Regions from separate parts of the Mus musculus genome. Here region 1 is linked to region 2. The links are chromatin contacts, called in public HiChIP or PLAC-seq maps. All regions are on one chromosome and are shown on one strand. The core of a region is the stretch at or near the end of the contact, and the rest is flanking DNA. Distances in the headings are between cores, read along the strand shown.

What was found. HiChIP or PLAC-seq counts read pairs in DNA pulled down with a chosen protein or histone mark.
Region 1: an H3K4me3 HiChIP or PLAC-seq map of the SCID.adh cell line shows a contact between it and region 2, with 9 read pairs. The contact joins the enhancer-like site here to the promoter of AI606473 in region 2. A contact is called at or near these places in 6 of 39 promoter capture datasets (the 3T3-L1 cell line, cranial neural crest, embryonic stem cells and 3 more), 2 of 484 Hi-C or Micro-C datasets (nephron progenitors and palatal mesenchyme), 7 of 115 datasets of contacts at active chromatin or transcription factors (the SCID.adh cell line, bone marrow-derived macrophages, craniofacial prominence and 4 more) and 2 of 9 other capture datasets (adipose tissue and liver).

The regions. Positions count from the first base shown.
Region 1 is chr3:154,460,231-154,465,329 of GRCm38.p6, reverse strand. No RefSeq gene overlaps it. Among named protein-coding and RNA genes, the nearest start is that of Gm40186, 100 kb to the left of the region's middle. Within about 2 kb of position 3,734, at least 4 of the 459 cell types and tissues checked have an H3K27ac peak or open chromatin away from gene starts, as enhancers often do. A contact at or near this core is called in the SCID.adh cell line, where this site is marked.
Region 2 is chr3:154,329,033-154,334,077 of GRCm38.p6, reverse strand. AI606473 (expressed sequence AI606473) reads right to left here and starts at 3,257. Exons shown (of 3, transcript NR_040387.1): 1 at 3,015-3,257; 2 at 1,573-1,719; 3 at 1-1,164. It overlaps Lhx8 (LIM homeobox protein 8), which reads left to right and starts at 3,518. Exons shown (of 9, transcript NM_010713.2): 1 at 3,518-3,806. The coding sequence starts at 3,726.

The DNA.
Region 1 (5,099 bases), core at 2,485-4,984, 130 kb before region 2:
GTCCAACCAGAAAATTTTTAGGCAAGTCTTCCTTGGCGTGGTAGCATTTACTGCATCTGTACAGGAACTACTAAAGGATTGCTTTACTCGGCCCACTGTCTAATATTAGTACTGGTTTTGACAGAGATATAGTCATAAACCAAAAGGGCAAAGGACCCTGTCCTTGAGGAACATAAACCCCAGATGAAGTAGATGACGGTAACTCTGATAAATATAAACACAGTGCATCAGTAAATGTAGACTGTGCTGGAAGGTGAAGGTTCACTGAGGGAAAATTAGGTTCAACTTTATTTCCTAACAACTTGAGTTATTTGATGAGAGGGGAAAATATTTCACCTCAACTTTTATCATTTAAGAGGTTAGAGAGATCCAAGGTCTCTGGTTAAGCAGACACCCAGAGAAGAAACGTGGACCAGAACAAAGAAGGGACACCTGGAACGCACCACCAGGCATGCAAGCCTGTTCCCAAGTCTGTTATGTTGACCATGGGGCTCAAGCACATAAAAAACAGAGCTGGACTATCAGGGAGTGCTCACGTGGCACACAACCAACATGCATAGCTCACTGGAAAATCCAGAGTGATGGGATGGCATTTACCCACACTGCTTTCCAGTGACTAGCACGCCAAGCCCGAGACAGCAAATGACTGAGGTTGAGGAATGACACCCATCACTAAACTCCAGTGGCTTCACGGCTATCCTTCCTCCCGGGGACTTGATTATGCTTCACCCAGCAGAACTCCAGTCAGTGAGCTTGCTGTGCATCAGAGGTGAAGACAAGGTAAATGGGGGATGGTAGAGCAAAGGTGACAAAGGCAGTGGAGGAATAGGAATGGGAGAGGGGACAGCATGGGGGGGGTCTGTCTTCTCCACCTCCTTACTCAGGCATTGGGTTGGCTGTCATCCACAGATACTAGTAAGGCAATAAGCTGTACTGAAGACAAGAATTTAATGTCATGGACAGTGCATCCACCCAGTAATCTCTCTCGCCAAACCTGAGCCAAGACCAAGGTAGTTCCTCGGCACATATGGAAGATTCCTCTCTTCCTGGTGCATGTGTGCATTGCTTTCTCAAGGGGATAAAGAGAAACCTTTGTTTTGACTTGGCACAGTTATGGCCTCAGGGTTACTAATCAGGGAAACCCTAGTCAGCCTTCCTCACAGCAGGCGAAACCCCCCAAACACCTCCTGTCCGTGGAGCTTGGGTTCCTGGCGTCCAGGAATATGCCTCATCGCGCCTGTACCTGAGGAGATTTGGCTCCGAGGTGATGTTAACCTCCTTTCAGGTGACGGTATGGTGATTAACCAGGATCCAAGTCCCTGATTCTCAAACGGGGTCCTCCTGCGTCCTTCCTACTTAGAAAGCCTCCCAGCAAATCAGTCAGGGTCACCCATCATTCCTCCATCTCAAAAAACCATCTCATGCCCAGCGAGTCACAAGGCTCAGGGAACTGACAAGAGAAATGAATAGTGAATTCAAATATAATGTTTCTACTTTACCGGAGTATAAAAACCATATTATATATAACGGGGTAGTTCTCTGGAGTCATTAGGTATCCTACAGAAGGAGAAGTGACCAAAACTCATCCAATAGCATGCCCTGTTATTCTCTGTAGATGTAATTCTTTCTCTTACTAAACAAAAGCACAATACTCTCTCACTAACATGTAGCATGGGAAAATGATATCACTGAAGATAGGTCAGAACTGATATGTGCCTTCTGTGCCATATATATATATATGTGTGTGTGTGTGTGTATGTATATGTGTGTGTGTGTGTGTATGTATATATGTGTGTATGTATATATGTGTGTGTGTGTGTGTGTGTGTGTGTACGTATATATGTGTGTGTGTGTATAATCTTATTTATTTTTCAGGCATGTCAGGAAAGGAGGTATTATTAATTCCCTTTTACAAAGGACAAAACAAGTTTAGAGAGGCCTATTAACTTACTTAATAGTATATAGACAGAAATCATAGAGCGAGACCAAAGAACAAGTGCAAGTGCATGTGTGTGTGTGTCTGCCCCCCCTCTCCCTCCCTCCCTCCCTCCCTCCCTCCCTCCCTCCCTCCCTCCCTCCCTCCCTCCCTCCCTTCCTCCTTCCCTCCCTCTCTCAGATCCATCAGAAGGAAGAAGTGCATATCAAGGAGATTCACCACTGAAAGCAGTAAATTGAGCAGGACGCCTGAAGGGCCGCTGAGCCGAAACCTGACCAACCCATCACTATCCACGGGGAGGACGTGGAAAGCAAGTTCTCTCTCCTCCAGCCTCCTGGAAGATGATTATATTTTGCTCTTCTGGAAAGGGGCTTAGAGAAGCCTTTATGACCTCAGCTTTGTCCATCCGCAGAGAAAGTGCCATCCGACACAACACCAACCGACCCTACAGCAATTAGACACAATTATTCACATAACACCGACCAACCCTACAGCAACCAGACCCAATTATTAGACGCTGGATGTTTTTCTCGGAGAACAGAGACGTAAACCACATGGGTGCGTTACCCCGTCAGTTCACCTGCTCATAGATACTGTGCACAGCATTGATTCGTGATCATTGTTCAGAGCTAAAGGCTTCAGTGTGCTCTTGTAAAGATAACATGGCCATAGGGGAAGAAAAAGGAGCCTCGCTTTTTAAGTGGTCAAGAACTGAGGCTGCAACAGTCTGGGCCTTGAAGTCCTTTTGCTTCCTGATCACATTAGAGTGTTGGTATTAGAACTCTCTGACCGGGAAGCTGCCGGGGCAGATGCCAACCTATCAACAGGAACTATCAGACCCGGGACTCACGCGTTCACATTACTCAGTAATAACGGTGCCTGGCTTCCTGAGCCTGAAGTATATAAAGGGATTTCCTATCCAAAATGTTGTTTTGAATAGTGGTTCTGTACGTAAGCAAATCCTTACGAGATTAATTCTGAAATGTAGCAAAAGTTCCTGTGTCCCTAAATACAGCTTATTTGCCCACCACATATCTGAACTAAAACCGTGTGCTCTGTCAGTCATGGCACCTTTTACTCTGAGATGTATTGTTTGTTAAGGGTTAATACAACAAACGCATGCCTCTTTCCTGAGAACAGAGTTTGGGGGAATGGGCAGAATTCATATTTCAAAATGAGAAAACAAGAGAATAGTTTGTAACATCCTCCAGGAGAAAAATCAGATCCTTAAATACCAATGAAAGAAATAAAGCTAACAATAAACTAGAGAGTTAGAAAAACAAACCATTCTACTATAATAACATGATTCATCTAACCACTGGATTTAGGTCGATGAATACACAAAAGAAAAACTCTCCGTGCCTTAAAAAATTCACAGTTAGTTCTACACATGTACGTCTCTGTACCTAAGCACGCCTCAGCTGAATGTTCCGTTAGCTCATTTTTTTCTCAATCATTGTCTTTGAAGAAACAGAAGGAAAAAGTTCCCATATGCTATTCAGGAGGCAGTCTAGCCTGCGAGGACTCCAATCAGAGCTAAACCCGTGCCTCGTAGGAATCGGCTCCATATGCTTCAACGGACATCCTTCAGACACTTAAGAAAAAGATTAATAAACTATCTCCAAATCCTGTCCCTAACATCTAAGGAACAAACAGACTGCCACCTGTCTAGGATTTGAGCGTCATAGACATGCTCACTATATCAAAGCATCCAGGGAAGCGGGTGTTCAGTGGGTGAAGACAGGATCAAGAGGCATGTACATTCCACGTAAGACACAAAAATCATGATGCAAAGAGAGAGATCAAGCCCTCTTTGTTCATTTACAATTCTAAAGACCTCAGTGAAGGACGCTTAAAACTGCCATTGCCTAGAAAAGGCCGTGTAAAGGGAAATTTTAGGAGAACGAACATTTCATGGGGTTTTGTGTGTTAACAGAAATTGTGTGCAAGGTGCTTTGAGATCCAAAGATTAAAGACAACCGCAAAGCCCTGCATAATGTTGACACTTCCAACTGCTTTGAGAAGAGGTAGCCTTCTCAGCTGTCGACGAGGAATTCTTCCTACATTTATTGTTTCCTTGTACCAGCTCCACGAAGAGCAATCATGCTGCATTTAAGCCGAGCTTAAAGATCACAGAGGAGCTTGTATGAAATAGTATTGATCCTCACATATTCTGGAAGGAGTTGTAAGATATGTGGGGTGACAGATTTTAAAGAGAATAAAAGAAAATAGAACCCTAGTGACCCTGCTAGTCAACCAAACCTCCCACAATAAATTCAGACTTCCACATCCCATGACAATAGAGTGTTATCTCTGCTGATTTCACAAGGAAGCCGTTCTGTAAAGCAGTTAAAATGTGTGGTTGTACAATTAAGACGAGTTACAGCAGCCCTTCTCAGGGCTAGCATTCCTAGTATGTGACCCTCAAGTTTATTCATTTCAGGATTGTCACTAAACAAATGGGTAACAGACCTCAGATACTTCCCAGGAATATTTAACTGTGACCATATTGTTCGAACAAAAGGTGTTTCTTCAGTCTGGACTCAAACCTGCGAAACTGAGGTCCACTGAGTTTAGGGTGTTGATGCACTTCACATGAACTGTGCACGGATGACTGCCTGTACGCAGGAAGGTGGCTCCTTTGATTTTTTTGTGGTCAGCCCATAGAAACATTTATCTAGTGAAAGGAGGAAGATTCTTATGAAATGACATGAGCCCCTTCCCTTTCTGCCTCAATCTTTTTGCCTGCAAAGGAAGGGAAGTCTGACATAGAATCACTGTAGAGAAGACATTTCAGAGTCAAGGTTTTTTTTTTTTGAAAAGCAGTAACAGTAGAAGCTTAAAAACAAACAAAACAAAAGTAGCTCTCCCACATAATACCAAACTTCTCCATACTTCTCTTAGATTCAGCTGTGTAACAAACAACCCTAAAATTTAATGTCCTAAAAGAATATACCAGGCTGAAAAGATGGATCAGAGTAGAACCATGTAACATCTGGACTGAGTCCAAAGCCCCAGAAATCCCCCCTAAAAAAGCCAGATGTGGTGGCTCATGCCCATAACTCCAGGACTCCTAAGGTGGGAGGGGGGCAGAGACTGGATAATCCTCAGAAGCTCTGCCCACTGAGCCCGGAAGGCCGGGCAGTGAACGAAGAAAGCCAGT
Region 2 (5,045 bases), core at 2,008-4,507:
CCTCCGGCTTTTAGCAACAAAACAAAACAAAACAAAACCTCTGGACGCTCTCTTTTCTCCACTTTCCAGACTCCGATGAGCACACGAAGTGGGCAACAATCCAAGGTGTCTCGCTTGCAGTTTCAGGGTGATCAAAACTGAGCGTTGACATCAGGGACATTGACAGTTCCTTCTTGGGAGCGGAGGTCACACATTACCCTAGTGCAGCAGATAATCCTTGGGTTACATTACTGCACAGAATCCTTGGGTCGACTGTGCAGAGGCGCGGTACTAGGAAGTGAATCTCTCCGGTCTTGGGTTGGAGAAAGTGCTGCCCAGCCAAGCTAGACTTTGGTCAGGACACTGTAGCTACTTCGCTTAGGCTTCTTCCCAGGTTCCAGCCCTGTCTAGACTAGGATTTTGTGAGTCCTTGCCAGCCCTCTGGAGGATCGCAACTCCAGAGAGGGCAACATTAGAAGCTGAGAACCAGTGTATGACCTGCCTTTTGCTCAAGTTCCGGGATAAGTCCCTTCAAAAGTGTAGTTAGCACATGGAGCTCAGACGCGCAGAGTTCAATAGTTAAATTGGCGGGGACTTTCACTACTTCAAGTAATAATTTTCTAATTCGGATCTATTGCTTTTAAATATCGAACTCCAGAGAACTCTGTCAATGCAGCCTTTTTCTGCCCCATTGATGCTTGATGTTCATAAACGGCTCCTGCCTTGCGAGCCGGGTATGAAAATACCAGTTTTATGCCTTTGATAGGAATCGCCAAGGAGGAGAAGACGGGTTATTAGAAGACCGCAGATTTCTCAGCAGCTCGCCGTCCAATTAGGGAGCTCTTCGCCAAGGTGGAAGCTCTGAGTGTCAGGTAGATTCTCTTTCTCGGGTCCTAGACGAAGGCCTGGCTCGACGGGCTCCAGACCCTTTCCTGCACCCCACCCCAAGGTTTTAGCAGGGCACACTTAGTGCCTCCGAACTTGCAAGCGAGCCGCACAGCCCCGGAACAGACATAGTTTTCTTTCCTACCCCATTCAATCCTTTGAGAGAGCCAGGAAATCCAGGGTGTTGGCCGACCTCCTAGTGGGCCTTCCTCTCTGGTTTTCATTTGATGAACAGTGGCTTCTAGAAATTTCAGTCCAATAGGAAGGCACCAACAAGGCACGGCCGATTTATTTTCCCACCTACAGACAAGCAAGATAATATATATATACATTTTTACTGTGTTTCGTTCAAAATTGATCTCAATTGGCGTGCGGGGGCTAAAACTCTCATTCTGATTTTTTTTTTTTTTTTTAAGAAAAGTGCTTTGTAAATTTTACCTCAAACACTTAAATGTGGAAAGAACAGAAGGCGAACTTTTTCTCTGTCTGATCCGAGGAGCAGTGAGTTCTAGTTTGCCTGCGGGCATGGAGAAGCTAAACATTTTTTAAGCAAGTGGTATATGCAGGGTCAGAAGGTCATTAGGCCCAAGACCCCACAACTCAGCCTTGACTTTCCTAGTAAAAACTTTCACTTTCTGCTCCGCCCATCTCCAGCCCAAACCCTAAGCCAAAGCCTCGGTCGGTCGCCAGGACAGGGAACGCACTTACCACGGGGTAGCCCCTGGAGCGCGCTGGACACAGGCAATTATGCTGCTGGTGAGTTCGCAGTCCCGCCGGGCGCCGGGAGCAGGGCGGACGCCAGACCAGCCCTTTAGACTCCAGTCTGACGTCCTCCTTCTCTAAGCCCGGAAGCCTCTAAAAAAGAATCATTTCCTCCACTTATGCAGAGATAGGAGCTCTCAGATCAAGATTAGTATGTTGAAAACCTGATTGAGAGCAGCCTGATTAGGCGAGGGTGGGTGGAAAGGCGGCGTACACGACGGCGCCCCCTCCCTATGTCCCCCAAAAGCTCTAGCGCGCTGGGCTCTCCAGATGACCGGCACAGACCATTCTCGCTAGCAGGCAAAGGGAACTTCAGAGTTACGTTGCAATACTTAGCACAAAAGACTGTAAGTAATTCTCCAAGCTAGACTCTAGTTTTAGTTCCTCATCCAGGGAGTCGGTCCAACGCCCGACCTGCTGGAGCCAGCATTCCGCACCAGTCTCTCTCTCTCTCTCTCTCTCTCTCTCTCTCTCTCTCTCTCTCTCTCTCTCTCTCTCTCATCTCTGATCAGAATCGTATGGAAAATACTTTATTATGTGGATTCCCTCACCCACTCCTGATTTTCGCTTTTGACGAAAATCAGCAGCAGAAGCCACAGAAGCAGCAGCAGCAACAACAACCACTATTTAGCTTTTCGGGCAGTCGGTCCAAACCTCCACCGTTCTATGCTTTACCAGAATACAGTCGATTCTTAAATCTCAGGTCCCTCATACTCCACGCTAAATTTAATGGAGATCTCCTGATGGGCATCGGCCAGAGGGTGCTAATATGAAAGTGTATGTAATGGCTGAAAAGGAGAGCCGAGATGGCGTATGTTCAAACGTCCTCTGTGTTTAAGGAGGAAAGGGGCAATCAAAGAAAACCTTTAATCCCTGCCCACCCCAATGCTCATTTTGTCCAGAGAAAGTGTGGTCAGCATTAGTTGCTGCTGGCCCCTCCACTACCCCTGATGGCTGGTCTGGGTTCTTCTTCTCCCGCTAAAATAAGACAAGGGAGTAAGATTGCTCTTCCTTGTGTTTCACTACATATATTTCTGTCTAACTAAGGTAACAAAAGCATGGTTTTGTTATAAGGCTTGAGAAACTGACTCCAGGATGTTCTTATATCACTTAAATTCCAAACGTTTCTCTTTTGCTTATCTAAAGGGACAAATAAATAAAAGTAATTAAAAAATAACTTCTTACAAAATTTTTCTTCTATAAACAAAGTGAGACCTCATAAACAAACAAACAAAAAACCTCACACTTTCCAATTCAGATAAAAATTATCTCTACCCTACTCACATTCAAACGTTCACACTTAAGCACGGGAATGTGGAGTGCGCAGCAGTCTATCTATGGCATACCGTTTGTCTAGAATTAAAGAAAATAAAAAAATCGTAACATACTTTCGTTTTTCTTGTATCCTTGATTTCAAATCTAGTCGCGAATCAAATCTAGTCCTTCGTTTGTCCCTTCATTATCTTAACGGGAAAACCTTTCGAAAATGTAGAGAGAACCATTGGTGCGCATTTAGGGAGACCTAAGACTTGGGAATCCAGAAGACCTCCGCTTTCCCTCCGTGAGCCGCTGAAAGAGCTGTAACCCGAATCTTTGTTTAGGTTTTGGCTGGGGAGCGAGAATTTAAAGACAACTCAGAGGCAGAAAGCTTATTCTTAAAAAGAAAAAAAAAAGGCAAGTTAACGGACATCCGCAATTCCCCCCCACCTTTAACACTGAACTCAGAGTAAGTTGTCTGGTGCAGATAAAGATCTTAACATGTAGAGAAGGCGGGTTTTTCATAAGGAGGTGAGGCTGTCCCTTCAGGAAAAGACTTTTCCCCCACACCCCCTCCTCTCTGCGAGGTTCCACCCTCTGGAAAACACAACTTTCCCTCTTTTCCTGGAGGGACAGGCCTTAGTGTGGCTGAGAGAGGAAGAACAGTGGGTCAGAGAGTGGTTACGGTCACTGTGGCCTTTTTGGAACAAGACACACTGGTGGCATCGCTGTTCTGCCTGTTAGCTTTCCTTGGCCTTTGGGGGCGGAGGAGGGGACACTGCGGACACCCACAGCCTCTGACCCTCTGGAGCTGGTATGTGACGAGCAGCGCCTGCGGGGCCATGTATTGGAAGAGCGATCAGATGTTTGTGTGTAAGCTGGAGGGAAAGGAAGTGCCGGAGCTGGCGGTTCCCCGCGAGAAGGTAAGCGAGCCTACACCGGGCGGGATCTGTTGAATAGGAGTTTCCTTGAGAGAAGAGAGTTGTCCGGCCCCTAAACCAGGCTGGGAAACTACCTGTCACTGCCTCGTCTCCAGACCTGACAATTTTTTTTATTACGTAGTAGCGTTAGGTAGTAATCACTCCGTCCCCTCCCCACGGGCTCACTTAACCTAAGGCATGGACACTCTAATTTGGGAGACGAAACCTGGAGCCTAAGACGCTCACGGGGCAACGTGAGTCCTGCTTGTATTCTACGTGACGGGCTGTTCGCGGCAGTCTGGGGCAGGGGCCGGGGGTCTAGGTGTTTGTCTCAGGGCACCAGATACCAATGGCTGCGCTCTGCTGAACGCTGGCTCTTGCCACGGATAAGGTGAATGTGGGGCTTGAGACCCGGCGGCGACAGACCTGGGGACTTGAGTCTTCCAGGGCCCGCCCGCTCTTAGAAAGGGACAAAAGAACGATTTCGTTGGAAATACCAAAAGGGCAAATTTCGCAGTACGAGGCGAGCCTAACGGGGAGACCTGGCAAGCTGTCACCTACTCCGGAGGCAAGACCCGTGGGTGCTCGCATTTTATGGTGGAACTCGGTTCCTAAACTGTTGGAGAGCAGGGCCGGGGTGGGGGTATCGGCTGGACATGGGCAGAGTAGTGCTGGCTTCGTGTTTGTCTGACGGTTGCGGGTAGCGTTTCTGTCTGGATGCTTTCTGTCCACGAAGACGCGCCCGGGAGCAGCTGCGCCGGGGCTACCCAGGCGTGCGGCCGCTGGCTCACCTGGAGCTTTCGGAAGACAGAGGAAAAGGAGACAAAGGGACGCAAAAGCGAGGGGTGTGGGCTGCTGGAATCCGCGGACCCACTCGCCCTAAACTAGACTTCTCAGAGAGATTGCATTCGTTTATAGAACAAAACTGAAAGTGCAGCCAGGGATTGGGGACACTTGAGCGACGCGTCCGCGTGCTCTAAAATATTCTGACCCGCATTGGGTGAGTTTTTTTTTTTTTTTAATGGAACAAATTAAATTCAGCTGGATATTTCCATTATTCGGCCCGCTTTTGCACTGGTTAAAACTAATCCTTTAGTAGCTAAAATGTTGACTTACTGAGCACTAAGTGGCAATTCACACCTTAAAGAAACCAGTGTAAATCGCTTACGGTTCTAATTGCTTCAAGTTTACCAAAGAGCTGCTGGCTCCGTTTAATCTGAAGCATTTTCATTCAAATTGTCG